Regions from separate parts of the Macaca mulatta genome. Here region 2 is linked to region 1. Evidence: chromatin contacts called from public Hi-C data. All regions are on one chromosome and are shown on one strand. The core of a region is the stretch at or near the end of the contact, and the rest is flanking DNA. Distances in the headings are between cores, read along the strand shown.

What was found. A called contact is a pair of places that touch in the nucleus more often than the background predicts.
Region 2: a contact with region 1 is called in a Hi-C map of CD4 T cells, with 2.5 times the contacts expected there. The contact joins the promoter of DYM here to the promoter of C18H18orf32 in region 1. A contact is called at or near these places in 3 of 14 Hi-C or Micro-C datasets (CD4 T cells, blood and liver).

Annotation. Positions count from the first base shown.
Region 1 is chr18:42,847,941-42,851,565 of T2T-MMU8v2.0, forward strand. C18H18orf32 (chromosome 18 C18orf32 homolog) reads left to right here and starts at 1,660. Exons shown (of 3, transcript NM_001190838.1): 1 at 1,660-1,687. It overlaps RPL17 (ribosomal protein L17), which reads left to right. Exons shown (of 6, transcript NM_001193562.1): 6 at 325-403. The coding sequence ends at 372.
Region 2 is chr18:42,883,382-42,887,006 of T2T-MMU8v2.0, forward strand. It overlaps DYM (dymeclin), which reads left to right and starts at 1,714. Exons shown (of 18, transcript XM_077975473.1): 1 at 1,714-1,981.

The DNA.
Region 1 (3,625 bases), core at 410-2,909:
GGTGGGCTTGATCTCCTGACCACGTGATCCGCCTGCCTCAGCCTCCCAAAGTATTGGGATTACAGGCGTGAGCCACTGTGCCCGGCCAAGAAGCTTGTTTTCAGTAATTGATCGCATTCAGTTCTTTCAAGTCAAGAACCTGATTGATTATGTACACTTCTCTTTATACCTAATGAACTTCTGTTCTGTTGATTTCTACCATTTAAGTATTTTCCCCCTTAGTCCTTAACAACTGCGTTTCCTGCCTCCAGAATAAGCTGAAGTCCTCCAAGATGTACTGTGGGTTTCTCTAAGAAACTTAACACTCTATTTTTCTTTCCCCAGATATCCCAGAAGAAACTGAAGAAACAAAAACTTATGGCACGGGAGTAAATTCAGCGTTAAAATAAATGTAATTAAAAGGAAAAGAATGTTGGTTGTCTTTATTAGTGAACGTATTTCAGGTGTCCTTAGAAGATGAATCAAATGAGAATTTTTAGGATTGGAATTACAAACACAGATTGCTTACCCTGCACCATTAAAAACCATTTTCATGGTTGGGCACAGTGGCTCATTTCTATAATCCCAGCACTTTGGGAGGTGGAGGCTGGCTGCTTGAGCCCAGGAGTTCAAGCCCAGGCAGGGCAACATGACAAGAACCCTGTCTTTAAAAATAATACAAAAATTAAGTGTGGTGTCGCTTCCATGTAGTCCCAGCTAATTGGGGGGCTGAGGTGGGAGGCTGCAGTGAGCACTGCTGCAATCCAACGTGGGTAAGACAGAACAAGACCCTGTTTCAAAAAAAAAGTTTCATTATCCCAAAAGGAATTTGCAATGGTTTTCTTTATAGAATAATCCAGTGTGTGAGTATACCAGTTGGTCATCCCCAGTTGGAAATGGCTCCATTGAGCATTGCCTTTGAGTGTCATGACAGCACTCAGGCTCAGGTTTTTAAATTTTTTAGGTTGATACTCAGGGTTTTGTTTTCGCTGTTAAACAATGCTACTGTGAACCTTTGTGTGCAGATTTTTGTGTTTTCATTTCTCGAGTATATACTAGAGTGGAATTGATAATAAGGTTACCTGACTAAACATCTGAGGAACTTGCAAATATTTACAAAAAGGCTGCACGTTACATTTCCACCAGCGGTTTATGAGGGTCCCAGTTTCCACGCATCATCGCCAACACGTACTGACTTCCTAGTGTCAGTACTTCCGTTTATAAAGTGATATAACTGCTTTTAAGCAACTGATGTTTGCAAAGTTGGCCTTAGTTAATGTTCGTTTGCTCTGCCCTTGAATTTAAAAAGCGAGCAAAACTAATAGCTTATTCAGTTGCCTCTGAACGGCCTAGCTGCCACCTTCCCTGTGGGTGCCGTGCCATTTGCACGGGCGTCATCCTTTACCGAGGTAGCGTTCTGAATTTCAATCCTGCGTTCTGGGTCACGGAGTAGTCAGGTCAGGCTTTCTCCCCGGAGCGGAGCTTTCAGTTGGGTACCTGGGAGATGCAGGACTTGCGCGTTACCTGCAGGACGCAGAGCCGGAAGTCCTGCCCCATCCCCATGGGCAACGCTGCTGCGTGCCGTGAGCCCCGGAGCTGACGCAGGCGCGCCTTTGTCGTCCCCCTTGAGGGCGCCCATTGGCTCGGCTGCGGCTCGTCCCTCCCTCCGGAAGTGCGGACATTGTCAGCTGCGTTTCCGCGGTCTCGGGTGAGTGTGTCCCGGCTAGCGGCCTGGGTTGGGCTTTGTAGCTGCTCCGCAGGCCCAGCCCGGGCCGCGCTCGCAGAGTCCTAGCCAGTGCGCGGCCTCCTGCCTCCTCCCTCCTCGGCGGTCGCGGCCCGCCGGCCTACGCGGTGCCCGCCTTCTCTCTCAGGGTACCTTCCTTCCGCACGCGCGCTCCGCCGTCCTCCCCTCCCCGTGTGTTCCTTGTCCACCACCGACGCCCTCGGGGCTTGGATTTGCCTCTCCGATGGTTTATACTGATTTTGTTCTTTTCCGTGGCCAAGTATCGGTTTCACATCCCTTCTGTTACCTTCACCATTAGGCCTCTATTCCCTCTTTTCAGTCATTGTCATTGACTCAACCTGTCCCCGCTCCCTCTGTCTCCACTAAGATTACATGCTCTACTGGATGATTTGGAGGAAGGTGGCTTTCCCTGTGTTGCCTGACCTATTTCGGATGGAGCCTCAGACTTTAACTGTCTGCTCTATTGTCTGAACTTGAAGTCGAGTGAAAGAAGATTCCTGTGCAACAGCTTTAATCCATTTTGCTCGCTTCGTTGGCTTGGAGCGAATAATTAATAATATCTCCTAGCCACCTTCTAGATTTTTCTGACCCAGTTTCCACATGTGTGAAGTAAAATATCTTACCGAAGAATTATGAAGATTAAAAGATAAGATACAAGTAGGCTTCATTCTGAAGAGAGCTAAAAAGTCTCTTAAAAGCCATAATTGTGGAATAAGTGATTAGTAGTATTTGTTCTCGAGAGTTTATGTACACCATGCTGTGTGCGAACTTACTTAAAACACAATTGCAGAAGTAAAAATGAATCTTTTTGATGGAGGGCCTGTCGGTCACTAAACCATTACTGGTAACATTACCAGTTGTTTTGAAGGGGTTTAGTTGGTTTGGAAAGTTTGGTAAAAACAAGACCATTGTGTTTTTGGAAGAGGAAAAGGCAAGAGCATTGAGGAAAACCAGAACTGGAAATAATGATCTTAGCCAGCTCTAGTTACCAGTTACCCTCTGTGAGAACTTTGGACAGGTTACAACTTTTTTTTTTCAATCTTGAGACAGGGTCTGCCTCTGTGGCCCAGGCTGGAGTGCAGTGGGCCATCATAGCTCACGGCAGCTGCTTCTTTCCCGGCACAAGCAGTTCTCCTTCCTCAGCTCCACAAGTAGCTGGGACTGCAGGCGCGTGCCACCACTCCTGGCTAATTATTTAAAAAAAAAAAAAAAATTAGGCCGGGATCCGGTAATCCCAGCACTTTGGGAGGCCTAAGTGGGAGGGTCACTTGAGCTCAGGACTTGAAGATCAGCATATGCAACACAGTGAGACCTCATCTCTACTAAAAATTAAAAAATTAGTCGGGCATAGTGGCGGGGGCCTGTGGTCCTACCTACTCAGGAGGCCGAGGAAGGGGGATGGCTTGAGTCCGAGAAGTCATGGCTGCAGTGAACTCTGAACACAAGTGGTATGTTTGAGCCACTGCGCTTTAGCCTGAGCAACAGAGCAAGACCCTGTCTCAAAAAAATAAAAATCAATTGCCTTTTTTTTTTCTGAGACAGAGTTTTGCTCTTCTCACACAGGCTGAAGTGCAATGGCACGATCTCTGCTGACTGCAACCTCCGCCTCCCAGGTTTAAGCAATTCTCCTGCCTCAGCCTCCCCAGTAGCTGGGATTGCAGGCGCCCACCATCACACCTGGCTAATTTTTGTATTTATAGTAGAGACGGGGTTTCGTCATGTTGGCCAGGCTGGTTTCAAACTCCTGACCTCAGGTGATCTGCCCGCCTCAGCCTCCCGAAGGGCTAGGATTACAGGCGTGAGCCACCGCACCCAACCTCAATTTACATTCTTGTTTATAGCTCTTGCTTGTAATTCATTTCAAAGACACATTCAGATTGGATTATCTATACCACTGTTTAC
Region 2 (3,625 bases), core at 464-2,963, 35 kb after region 1:
GTTAATATTATTTGTCTTTTTTCTACCAGCACATATACATAGGTATTATAAATATTATAGTAAACATTATGTTACAGGTTACGTTAATACATCACTTAATATATTAATATAAATATTATATATTATAAATATTATATTTTAAGTGGCAAAAACCACAATTAATTTTGCACCAACCTAATATAATTCACTTATGAAAATTTGATACTATACATGTTTCGGCTCAATGTATCATGAAAATGTTTTCGAATAAATATGCATTCATAGCATTCTTTACAATGGCTGCATAGTAGTGTCATGGCTTTCTAGTTAGGTAGTTTGGGTTTTTTTGTTTTGTTTTTTTTTTTTTTTAGACGGTGTCTCGTTCTGTTGCCCAGGCTAGAGCGCAATGGGGAGATCATGGCTCACTGCAACCTCAACCTTCCGGGCTCAAGCGATTTTCCCACGTCAGCCTCCTGAGTAGCTGGGACCGAGGGTGTGCCCACCACTTCCAGCTAATTTTTGTATTTTTTGTAGAGACAGTGTATCGCTATGTTGCTCAGGCTGGTCCTTCCGAACTCCTGGACTCAGGTGATCCTCCCACCTCCGCCTCCCAAAGTGTTTGCATTATAGGCATGAGCCACAGAGCCCAGTCTACTTTGGGTTTTAATATGTTTTCCTGTCATAATTCTGCAAGCTCAGTGAATTTACTGGCAGTCTATGCTAGAAAAGAATACCTAGTATTTGTATAGTACTTTACAGAGTATACTGGCACATATTGACTATGTAATGGGAATAACGGTGCTATCTGTTCCATAGGGTCATTTTGCGAAATGGCAAATAGAAAACATGGCATGGCATGACAAATAGAAAACAATCCATAATGTGAATTGTTATTACTACAGTAATGTCAATATTCCTGTAAGGGCAGAATCATCATCATGTATATATTTTAGATAAGGAAACTGGCTGGGAGAGGTGAAGTAATTGATCTAAGACATCAATGTGGAAACCTCAGCTCATTTGACTTCAAATTCCATAGTTTTGGCATTGCCTCATATTGCTAGTCTTTTCTGTGGGACCTGTCCTTTCCCACAACATTGCAGGCAGGGCTAGCCTTGCCAGCTGCCTCCATCAAAAATTATTTTCCTATTTCTCAACTCTCCAGAATCCCACACGAAATTGCTTGACTTTGGGATGGTTATTCAGCTGCAGTTAACAGGGGCCTTAATAAAGTTAAGCCGCCGAAACAAGCGGTGTAGCATGAGAGAGGACTCTAGCACCTGGCAGGTGAGGTTTTTGCACTTCTCTCTTTTTTTTTTTTTTTTTTTTGTTTGATAAGAGTCGAGCTCTGTCGCAAGGCTGGAGTGCAGTGGCGCGATCTCGACTCACTTCAACCTCTGCCTCTAGGGTTCAAACGATTCTCCTGCCTAGCCAGCTAATTTTTGTATTTTTAGTAGAGACGGGGTTTCACCATGTTGGCCGGGATGGTCTCGATTTCCTGACCTCATGATCCGTCCACCTCGGCCTCCCAAGGTGCAGGGATTACCGGCGTCAGCCACCGCGCCCGGCCATTTTTGTGCTTCTCGATTTGGCCACGTGGCCTTGGTAGCCCAGGAGGCTCTAGGAGGGCGGAGGCACGAGTAACACCCAAAGGACTACAGTTTCCAGAAGTCCGCGCGCGCCGCGTGCCACGTGACCGCCTGGCTGGCGCGCGCGCCTGGGGGTTCGGTCCCTAGCCGCGTTCTCGGTCGCTTCCCTCTTCCCTCGCCGCCTCCCGGCCTCCGCACCGACGCGGCCCGGGCTGGAGCCGAGCCGGGGCCGAGCTGCAGGCCAAGCCGGAGCCGGATCCTTACCCGCAGGACGTGGAAACATGGAGGCCTGAGCCGGCGTGCGCCACCTGAGGCTGCGGCGGCGACCGCCACTTCTCCCGACCCCTCTGCCACCCGCCCGTCAGTCCGTGGGTCCGTGGAGCTGGAGCGTATCCCCCCGCCGGCTGAGACAGGTGGGCTGTAGCGCCGCCCCCCTCAGCGCGGCCCGGCCTGAAAGCCCGGCTGCTCCCGGCCTCCTGTCACAGCGGGTCAGGGGCCACTCTCCCCTCCCCGGCCAGCGCCCGGAGGCGAGGGGCAGCGCAGCGGGGCGGCGGCGAAGGGACCCTCCCTTCCCTGCCCGCGGGCGCCTGGGCCACCCCGGGGGGGCTGTGGTGACTGCGGACGGACCTCTGTCCGAGTCTGCTGTTGGGAGTTGGGGGATACCGAAGGCCAAGTCGGTGCTTCCGGAGATGGGGCGGTGTTGGTCTGACAAATGGGCGTGTGATGGGCAGGGTGAGCAATAGTTGTGGGTTTTTCTTTCTTGTTTTTACATTCATAGTTTATTGAGATATAATTAACATGTCAGAAAATTAACCCTTTAAAAGTACAACTCAGTGGCTTTTAGTATATTCAGAGTTGAGCAGCCATCACCACCGTTAATTCCAGAGCATTTTTATCACCCCCAACAAAGAAGCTCGTACCCATTAGTAGTCTCTCCTCCCTCTCTCCCCTACACTATTGATCTACTTTCAGTCTCCGTGAATTTGCCTGAGCAATTGTGTTTTGACTGAAAAGTGAAAGGGTGGGTGTTTGTGAACTGGGGGCAGTAGTGGGGTTTGAGGGTATTGGTGTGGTAAAGCTGATTGGATAAAGCTGTTCTCTGCTGAACAGGGGCAGAGAAGTGGTGGGATGATTGTAATTGGCCAGCAAAGCGGGTACCCAGGATAGACTGATTAGGGGGCACAGATGGAGTGAGATCGTTGAAAGAGGAGAGGGGAAGTTGGAGAGAGGGGTGTGTAGAGCAAGGGCGATGTGCTGAAAGATGAAAACTTGGAGGGTGGAGGCGGTGGAGAGGAATGTACCGTCCACCAGAGGAACTCAGGTGCTTAGGCTGATGAGTTGAGGGCTCAAGAGAAGAATGAGGTGGAAGGGAAGAGAATCTATAGGAATGGGTGAATGGTTGCTGCAGAGGATGAAATTTATGAATATATGGATTTCTGGAGTGATTATCCTGCTTTGAAGTTTTATTTTAGATAATCCTCTCAGCAATTCAGAGATAGACTGGACGCGTATGAATATTTCCATTCTGTAAATGAAGAACTAGTCTTTAGAGGTTAGGTGTCTGGCTTAAGCTCATAAACTGAGTACATAGGGCAAAATGAGTTGGAATAATTGATGAAACAATCAGTCACAAGTGGATTAAATGGCAGAGAACTGAGTTGGGGCAATGTTAATAGGAAGGAGATTCAGCTATTAAGAAGTCTGTGTTGTTACGGCATATAGTTCAAGGAGTTTTTATGTTTTTGCACTTTTTAACCACAGAAAAGTTCACACAGTGAAATAATAAAGGGTACTCCCATGTACCCATTACCCAGCTTCAACAATTAACTCATGCCAATTTAGTTTCGTCTGTGTACCTATTCATTCCTATCCCTACTCACAGGTATTTTAAAGCAAATCATAGGCATTCAATTTCATCTGTAAATATTTCAATATATATCTGTAGAAGATTGAATTGCTTTTTTTTGTTGTTGGTGGGAGGCAGAGTCTTGCTGTTGTTCAGGCTGGAGTACAGTGGCATGATCCTGGCTCACTGCAACCTCTGCCTCCTGGGTTCA